Regions from separate parts of the Capra hircus genome. Here region 1 is linked to region 2. The links are chromatin contacts, called in public Hi-C maps. All regions are on one chromosome and are shown on one strand. Each heading gives the region's core, a stretch centred on a gene start, on an enhancer-like site or on the middle of the called end of the contact. The rest is flanking DNA. Distances are from core to core; before and after follow the strand shown.

The links. Hi-C and Micro-C count contacts between places; a contact is called where the count stands out from the background.
Region 1: a contact with region 2 is called in a Hi-C map of blood, with 2.7 times the contacts expected there. The contact joins two enhancer-like sites. A contact is called at or near these places in 2 of 5 Hi-C or Micro-C datasets (both in blood).

Annotation. Positions count from the first base shown.
Region 1 is chr28:1,412,072-1,416,538 of ARS1.2, forward strand. It overlaps ALOX5 (arachidonate 5-lipoxygenase), which reads left to right. Exons shown (of 14, transcript XM_018042356.1): 5 at 2,122-2,228; 6 at 4,169-4,341. Among named protein-coding and RNA genes, the nearest start is that of ALOX5, 31 kb to the left of the region's middle. Within about 2 kb of position 1,765, at least 1 of the 5 cell types and tissues checked has an H3K27ac peak or open chromatin away from gene starts, as enhancers often do.
Region 2 is chr28:1,300,165-1,304,768 of ARS1.2, forward strand. It overlaps ZNF22 (zinc finger protein 22), which reads left to right. Exons shown (of 2, transcript XM_018042266.1): 2 at 1-716. Among named protein-coding and RNA genes, the nearest start is that of ZNF22, 6.3 kb to the left of the region's middle. Within about 2 kb of position 2,262, at least 1 of the 5 cell types and tissues checked has an H3K27ac peak or open chromatin away from gene starts, as enhancers often do.

The sequences.
Region 1 (4,467 bases), core at 515-3,014, 110 kb after region 2:
GCTCCCAGGCCTCCAGGTGTCCAGGACCAACAAGAGCAGCATTTGCTAAACCGCAGCAGGACCTGGACAGGAGTCTTCAGGAAGGGGCGTCCTTTTCTGCATCAAGTGCCTTTCCTGGGACCAGCAGAGCTGGGAGGGGCCCCAGGGTCTGCTGATTGTCTGCTGAGTCCCCATCTTTGGTCGCTGAGACTTGCTGCCCTCCTGCATGCTCACAGGTGTCCCCTCCCCCACCCGCCCCCCACCACGATGCTGTTCAGAGCCCTCTGTGCCCGTCAGCCAGGTTCACTCCGGACAAAACACCCAAACCTCAGTCCTTTGAAGGCGCGAGGAGGCTCCAGGATTCCCAGACCTTCGCGGACATTCTCAGTTCCCGCCAGCCCCCTGCCCCAGGAGTAAATGCAAGGAGGGCGCTGGGGCCTCTCCGTAAGGGCTGCTTTCTGGGGGAGGCGCCCTTGGGGAAGATGGGTGGGCAGGACAAGCAGCCCACTGGGGGAGCACCGCCAAGGTCCCCCACCCCAGGCCCTGACTATGCCTGACCGAGCCATGACCGCACCCTGAGCCCACTGTTGCCCAGAGCCCAGCCCCAGCGGAGCAGTGCAGACCCACCTGGCGCACGGGCAGCAGGCAGGTTTTCATGCGAGTGTGTTTGCACTGAAGCTGCCATCAGCGGCGTGGAAGTAGCATCGCAGGCCTGTGGGGAAAGGGAAGCTTCACGAGATCAGAGGGGAAGTGGGGTTCGCTAGGCAAAGCCCTCCAGGTACATTCGTCCCATATGCTCAGGAGGAGGAGAAAGAGGGGCACACGGCATCCCAAATGGGAGACCATGCATGCCGACACCACCAAGTCAGGATAAAAGAGACAGAGCCGGTGGGGAGGCCTGGACCCTGGAAGGCTGGGCGGCAGGAAGAAGCAGGGGGGGGCTCGTCATTCTCAGCTGTGAGTGCCAGAGGCCGCCACCATGAGTGCTGGCCAGAGTTCCCACAGCTCCGTCCTGCACCTTGCCTAGGTTACGTAGGAAAGCCTGGGATACCCCTTCCTGCCTTCTCCAGCTTTCCCAGACCCATCCCACTCCTGCCTCCTCCAGGAAGCCCCCCGGGTTGCTCAGGCCTCTCAGATCTCTCACCTTGTTGCCTGCAGCCTGCCTTTTGAATTTAGTAAGTTCCTACCCTGGGTTGCTTTGCTTTACTGTGTAATGAATATTTGGAAGCTGTGTCCTCCTCAGCACCAGGCAAAGAGCCAGAGTTAGGCAGACAGTAAAGGATGGCTAAACTCCACTGAACTGCTCATCCTCCCAAATCCAGGAGACCCAGGAGAGCAGCTGCAGCGGGAACAGCGGTGCTCTGTCCCTGCAAGCTTGCCTTAACCGGGGGAAGCAGCGAGTCTGCTGACTGAATGCGGCATGAGCGCTGTAGGCTGTTGTTGAGGGCAGGCCACTGGGCTCTTTCTCAAGGGAGTGCGGAGGAAGCCCGTGGGCGTGGGTGCCACTCTCCTCCCGCTCTCCACAAGGCCAATGAGCTGCCCCCTCGGAGCTGCCCCAGGTTCAAGGCCCCTAGAGGCCGCATGAGACCCGGGTGCAAAGGGACTGGCAGGGGGAGGCGAGGCCAGGGCGTGTGCGGGTGGCGGGGTGAGGGAGGTGGGCCAGGGTGTGTACAGGGGAGAGAGCGTGTGCAGGGAGGCGGGCCAGGGCGTGTGCAGGGAGGCGGGCCAGGCCGTGTGCAGGGGAGAGGGCGTGTGCAGGGGAGAGGGCGTGTGCAGGGGAGGCCAGGCAGAGCGTGTGCAGGGAGGTGGGCCAGGCCGTGTGCAGGGAGGCGGGCCAGGGCGTGTGCAGGGAGGCGAGGCAGGGCGTGTGCAGGGAGGCGGGCCAGGCCGTGTGCGGGGAGGCGGGCCAGGGCGTGTGCAGGGAGGCGGGCCGGGGCGTGTGCAGGGGAGAGGACGTGTGCGGGGAGGCGGGCCAGGCCGTGTGCAGGGGAGAGAGCGTGTGCAGGGAGGCGGGCCAGGCCGTGTGCGGGGAGGCGGGCCAGGGCGTGTGCAGGGAGGCGGGCCGGGGCGTGTGCAGGGGAGAGGACGTGTGCGGGGAGGCGGGCCAGGCCGTATGCAGCCGCCGCGTGTCTCGCTCTGCAGGATGGAGAACCTGTTCATCAACCGCTTCATGCACATGTTCCAGTCGTCCTGGAACGACTTCGCCGACTTTGAGAAAATCTTTGTCAGGATCAGCAACACTATTTCCGGTGAGTGTGTTTTGGGGCACTCTCGTGGTGCTGGGCGAGCCTAACCTGGGCATGGGAAAGGGCTGACCCCCCTGCTCCAGTCCGGGCCTTCCCTGTCCCCGAGGCTGGCACCGCCTGCACCCACACAGCGCCCTCTGCTGGGGACCACTGCCCTGGCCAGAGGTTTCTACTCCTTGGATGTTCAAGGCTGAACATCCTCAACCTCATTCCACCATCAAAAGTGTTGAAAATATCAGAATTTTTTCTTTACATAAATCAATCATTTTGTATGCTTCTTAACCAAAAAAAAAAAAAAGGCAGGAGTTAGAGTGGTTTTTAAGCATTTACATGAAAGCAACAATGGGCTCCTTTGGACTAGGATGTGTTTGGTAGGGCAGGAGCGTCGTATACCTGCCGGGGATGGCATGGGTTGGACCACGGAGCAACGGAAAAGCTAGGAGACAGTAAGGAAGCAAGCACAGGGAACCGCTGCCCTCACCGACCCCTCCCCAGGCGGTCCCCCTGCTCCCCTCCTTCCCCTGCGTCCCGGGCCCCCCCCCTTCCTGGGCGCAGGACCTGGGTTCTTTTTCTTTCTGTAGGTACAGTGTTGCACAGCAGGCCTCTAGAACCTATTCATCTTGCTTGACTGAAACTTCATGCTTGTGGATTACTAACGCCCCCACTCCCTCCTGACCACCACCATGCTATGTTGCTTTTTGTATAGACGTTTTCAAGATTTTTTTTTTTGATGTGGACCATTTAAAAAGTCTTTATTGAATATTTTGAAATATTGTTTCTGTTTTATGTTTTGGTCATTTGGCCATAAGGCATATGGGAATCTTAGCTCCCCAACCAGGGGTTGAACTCACCCCCCACACTGGAAGGCCAAGTTTTAACCACTGGACTGCCAGGGGAGTCCCTATGCTGCTCTTTGATTCTAAGAGTGTGACTAGTTTCGACTTTTCCTGTAAGTAGACTCATGTGGTATCTGTCCTTCGGTGGTGCTTTTCCCACTGAGCGCAGTGTCCTCCAGGCTCATCTGTGCTGTGACACACTGCACGGATGCTTCTTTTTCAAGGCTGAACGGTATTCCGTTCAATGCATACACCACGTTTTCTTCATCCCTCGGTAGAGGAGCGTTTACATGGTTTCCACATATTGGCTGTTACGGATTGTGCTGCAGTGAACACGGGGATGCAGATCTCTCTTCAAGATCCTGATTTCAGTTCTTTGGGATGAATACCCAGAACTGGGATTGCCGGATCACGTGGTCGTTCTATTTTGAACTCTTTGAGGAAGCTCCACTCTGTTCTTCATGAAAGCTGTGCATCCTGCCTTCCCGCCAACTATGCACAACGGGTCCAGCTTCTCCGCAGCCTCACCAATACTTGCCTTTAAACAAAAATAATAATAGTGTCCTGGCAGGCGTGAGCTGGTGTCTCGTGGCGGTTTTGATTTGAATTTTGCTGATGATTAGTGATGTCATGGCGGTTTTGATTTGAATTTTGCTGATGATTAGTGATGTTGAGCATTTTGTCATATGCCTGCTGGCTATCTCTGCCTTTTTCAGAGAAATGTCTGTTCACATCCCTTGCCCCCTTTTTAATCGGGTTATTGAGCCATAGGAATTCCTTATATATTTGAAGAGTAGCCCCCTTCGGATACATGGTTTGCAAACATTTTCTCCTGTTCTGTAGGTTGACTTTTCACTCTGTGGTTTCCTTTGCTGTGCAGAAGCTTTTTAGTTAGATACAGTCCCATTTGTCTATTTTGGTTGCTTCTGAGCCACTAAAGGCTAGCTCCGGGAGGATGGGGTGGCGCCCTGGCCTGAGTGGTCAGGCAGTTTGGCATGGTGGGCTGTCCAGTGAACGCCTGCAAGAGCACCAGCAGGGACCCTGGCCCTCGGTCCGCGTCAGGACGACCTCAGCCTGGCTCAGGCTGAGCTGCGGTTCTCCCCGCAGAGCGGGTCATGAATCACTGGCAGGAAGACCTCATGTTTGGCTACCAGTTCCTGAACGGCTGCAACCCTGTGATGATCCAGCGCTGTCTGAAGCTGCCAGACAATCTGCCGCTGACCACAGAGATGGTGGAGTGCAGCCTGGAGCGGCAGCTCACCCTGGAGCAGGAGGTCGAGGTAGGACCTGGTCTCGAGGTAGGACCTGGTCGGCTGGGGACAGTGGCCCGGGCCAGAGCAGCTCGGATGGCCGGGTCACACTCAGTCAGGCAGAAACCACTTCCTGCTGGCCCATGCTTGCTGGCC
Region 2 (4,604 bases), core at 1,012-3,511:
TTTTGTTCATTTCTCCTGTTTATAGATAGTTACTAATTAAAAGAGTAGAGCTTCCCTATTTTTCATCAAATTCTTAGTAAGTGACACTCTGGAAGCCAAAGAGAGCAGCGAGTTCAACCGCAGGCCTCCTCCCCGTGCTGATGCTGCCCTTCGTGGTGGTCTGACACCACACCACTCGTTTCTAGAAGCTGAAACAGCTTCATGTCAGTCCTTACCCACGTCTTTGAGCTCTCTCTTGTGCTCTGACAGGCCGAGCCAGCCTTTTAGAGCTAAATGAATAAATAAACCAAAATTATTTCTTCTAAATAATCTCAACTTGCAAATTAAAAATCTACAATTTATATGCTCCCTGCCCTCCCCCTTCAAGAGCTTCTTATAACCCTGGTTATCTTAAATGTTTGCCAGTAACATAGTGAAGTTCTGAAAAAGTCAAGTAATATAGTGAAGTTTTGAAAAAGTCAAGTGTTACTGCATTGTAGCTTTTTTGAAATCTAAGTTTAACTTTTTCTGAGTTACCTGTCTTATTTATAAGACCAAACAAGTTTCTTATCTTTCATGAGAATAGTGCCAAGTATCAAACATTTTGATCAGCCTTCAGCTCAGGTTTTAATTTCTATTAAATGCTAACATTCTTCTGATTTTTTTTTGTATCTTTCATAATCATATCTGATTCTGCTGTATCAATGACAGTTATCCATAAAAATTTTTTAAGAGTACTTTGCATATTGCTACCTTCTGTTTGTTTTTCTCCTGGGAGGCTGCTTTGATGATGTAGGCAGCATCTAAAATCACAGCCTGGGAAGAACCTCTTGTTTTGCTTGTCTTTGATTGCCTCAAACTTGAACTTTGCCTCCCTCATGGCCTTGTATTTGAGCGCCAAGTCATGGCAGATGGCTTTGTCAACAGCAGTTTGATCCAACAGGATATTCACAGTGCTGTGTGAGCGCAGGCATGCCTTCGAGTGCCGCAGTAAAGCGAAGAGCACGGTCAAGTGCGTTGCATGGACTTTCTTGGTTTCCCAGTGTGTAGTGAAGCTGTGTCTACGCCATATTGTAGTCTATTAACTGCAATACCATTATGTCCAAAAAACAATGTAATACTGTAATTAAAAATACTTTATTGCTAAAAATGCTAACCATCATCTGAGCTTTCGGTGAATCATAGCAGTAACATGAAACATCACCTATCATGTAACAAATATAATGAAAAAAACAAATATAATGAAAAAGTTTGAACTGTTGCAAGGATTGCCAAACTATGACACAGGAACACAGTGACTGCGTTCTGCTGGGAAAGCCGCACTGACAGGCACTCGGTGCAGGGCTGCCAGAAACCTGCCACAAACCTCAGTTCTTTTTTTAAAGGAATACAACAATAAAACAAGGTATGCCTTACAAAGTGATCACAGTTATCTTTTACAAAAAACATTGTTTAGATTTTACTGATTGACTTACTAGGTCTTTGGATGCAGAAAAGCTGTTGAATTAAATTTAAAATTGTCAGCAGCAAAAGTATTACTCAGATTTAAAGGTGAGTTCAATTTTATTTTGACTGAGTTAGTACTCTTGAAAGAAAGTTACACCTATAAAGGACAAGGACCATTTAGTAAGTTCCTAAGGGAAATTGAAGTATTTGTTTGGACTTCTGACAGTGGGAGTATGTCTTCAAAATAAAGATACACAGCTGCAAATGCTGTTTAGGCCCCGTGATAGGGAAGGAAAGTGCTGTCATTCTGTTGAGAAGATAAAATACTTATTGAGAACTGGCCGTGTGTGCTTCTACCAAAGACTGGTGGAACTGGTAAATTTTAAGTGAAAGTAAAAAACAGGTAATGACTATGCCGTCTGATTGCCATTCAGATTGGGAGGATTTTCATCAGGTGCAGGGAGGAGGGAAGGGCCCTTGGAGCAGATGGCATGTACACTGAAGGAGTCGAAACCCTGGAAGTCTGTGGAGGTCAGGCAGCTGGTGTGAATGAGCGAGGTGGGAAGAGCTGTACCCTGAAGCGCACTTGCCCGTCTAAAAGGGTCACCTGACTCGGTTTCAGTCGTGGCCGTCGGAGGATCAGGCCCAGATAGGCCACATCTTGACACTTTCCAGAGAAACCAGAAATCCAGATTTTAAAACCCACAGAACTTCTGAGAATTTACCACAGCTGAACTCTCTTTTCAAGGCCCTGTGTGTGGCTGGCTGTGGCGGAGGTGGAGAGCCTGGCGTGGTGAGAGGTAGGGGTGCGTGACGGAGTGGACGCTGCGCAGCACAGAAGGGTCTGCCCGGAGAACAGCAAGTGGCTGCCCTGTTGACGTGTGGTGTCCCTGAGGGTCAGGACAGTGATGCCGGGCTTGGCCCCTGAGCCGCGTTTTGGAGAGGGTGGGGTGGGGGCAGGTGGTGGATCTTTTCTGGCTGGTGGGGCTCTGGACCTCGCCAGTGGTAAAGAATCTGCCTGCCAAGGCAGGAGACGCACGAGACACGGGTTTGATCCCTGGGTCAGGAAGATCCCCCCAGAGAAAGAAATGGTACCCCACTCCAGTATTCTGGCCTGGGAAGCCTCATGGACAGAGCAGCCCGGTGGGCTACAGTCCATGCGGTCGCAAAAAGGGGGACGTGACCGGGCGCGCATGCACACGGCTCCGGGCCAGCGAGAGAGGCCGGGCCTGATACAGCAGTGGCCAGAGGCATCCCTTCCTCAGCCGGCTCCTCCAGACGATACACTCATCCAGGGAAGATGGTCCTGAACCCCATACATCGCTACGGCAACCTGAAACTCCAGGATTGCTGACGCCACCCCTGGAATTAGGAACTGGGTCCTGAGACCTGCACACTCTTCAGACACGGGAGAAAGGGCTGTGCGCCCCTCTTGCACGCAGAGTGTGTGTGTCAAGGCCGGTGCACAGCACGGTGCACAGCCACCCGGGGGCCCGCCTGTAAGGGCGAGACCCTTTATTGCACAGGGGATGGGCCTGCTCCCCCACCGTGACGTCAAAGCGATGAGTCAGCTTGGACAGTGAGCACCCTGACCACCGCCATGGCGAAGACTAGAGGACGCTCCTCTGAAGACCAGGTGCCACATGAGGCCCTAGGTTGTGGTGCAACTCGAGGCGCTGCTAGTGCTAAGTCACTTCAGTCGTGTCCGACTCTGTGACCCCACAGACGGCAGCCGACCAGGCTCCCCCGTCCCTGGGATTCTCCGGGCAAGAACACTGGAGTGGGTTGCCATTTCCTTCTCCAATGATGAAAGTGAAAAGTGAAAGTGAAGCCACTCAGTCGTGTTCAACTCACAGCGACCCCAGGGCCTGCAGCACCAGGCTCCTCCGTCCATGGGATTTTCCAGGCAAGAGCACTGAGGGGACTACAAAACCAGGATTGAGCCTGCGTTCTCCACCACCCTGGAGGTGAAAGGGGCTATCCATTCCCTTCCCTTTGTTTTTTTCCCTCAGGTAAAAATGTATTGAGCTGATTCTTAAACTCAGAGTTCTACGATAAAACTCATCACCCAGAAATGCTTTTCTGTCCGTTTTAGATACAGCACGGGCTTATCTGGTAAAATAATTAGTTTTCCTTCATTTTTCATAATAAGTGAAAACTAATCCGCTCCAGTTTGAAACATAAATTTTGCTACTGAAAGATGAGAAAAGATGTGAACTAGAGATACAATTCTTGGTCACATTCCTTGGAGGAAAAACCAGGTACACGTAGCAGTGTTGTCTAAATTTAAGTATAATAAGATGAAATCTTCTGTGATTATTTTAGGAGGGGATGATTGATATCTTTCTCCTTTGACCCATTTACTTGGCAATGTATTGAATAAGTTCTAGAAAGTATACCTACTAAGTAATAGGATTTTGTTGCTAGTGCTGTTTTATTATTAGCATTATAACATCTGATAGTGTTTTATTCGGAGTTTTATGCATCCGCATACGTGAAGTAACTGCTATAAGTTTTTTCTTATGTGTTATCTTTGTTGTAAAATACTTGGCTGTGACTCCACATCATAGTTTTCGAGAAAATGGGCCAAGATTGTAGTGGCTTGTTCATGTGCCATTCTGCCTCCCAGTTTTTCAAGAGACCTCTCAGGCACAGATTCTTAAAAATTCAGAAGTTGCGGATGGCGTGTTGACTTATAGCTTCTGAGATGAGGATCTTTCTCAGATCTCAGAGAACCCTCCCGGTCATATCTTTATGTTCAAGGCAGTCTTCTGGCACGTAAGAAACGCCTCTAAATTCAGTGAGATTAAAAGGCTAAGTGTCAAAGTTTGCCCAGGTAAGTCAGAGAGAGGTCAATATGATGATTTGGGGGCAGCAGTCATGGAGAGAAGTCAAGGTCAGTTGAAGGCCACAGTCACTCTATTTATTCCGAGTATGGAGAGTTTTAGTCTAGCTGATTTAGTTCACATTCATGCTCCATTTCCTCGTGCTTTCTTTTTGCGTTTTAGTCCAATTTTTGTTTAACATTTTACCTGCATTTAGTTTTCTGTATTAAAATTTGGTGTAGTTTTCTTTTCCTCATTGGACTTTGACTGAAACAACGGTCGAAACGGAAGCAAAGCCAGAAGTGCAAGGGGCTGTCGTTTTCTATCTGCCGGGTTGGTGTCAAAAAGTGTGAA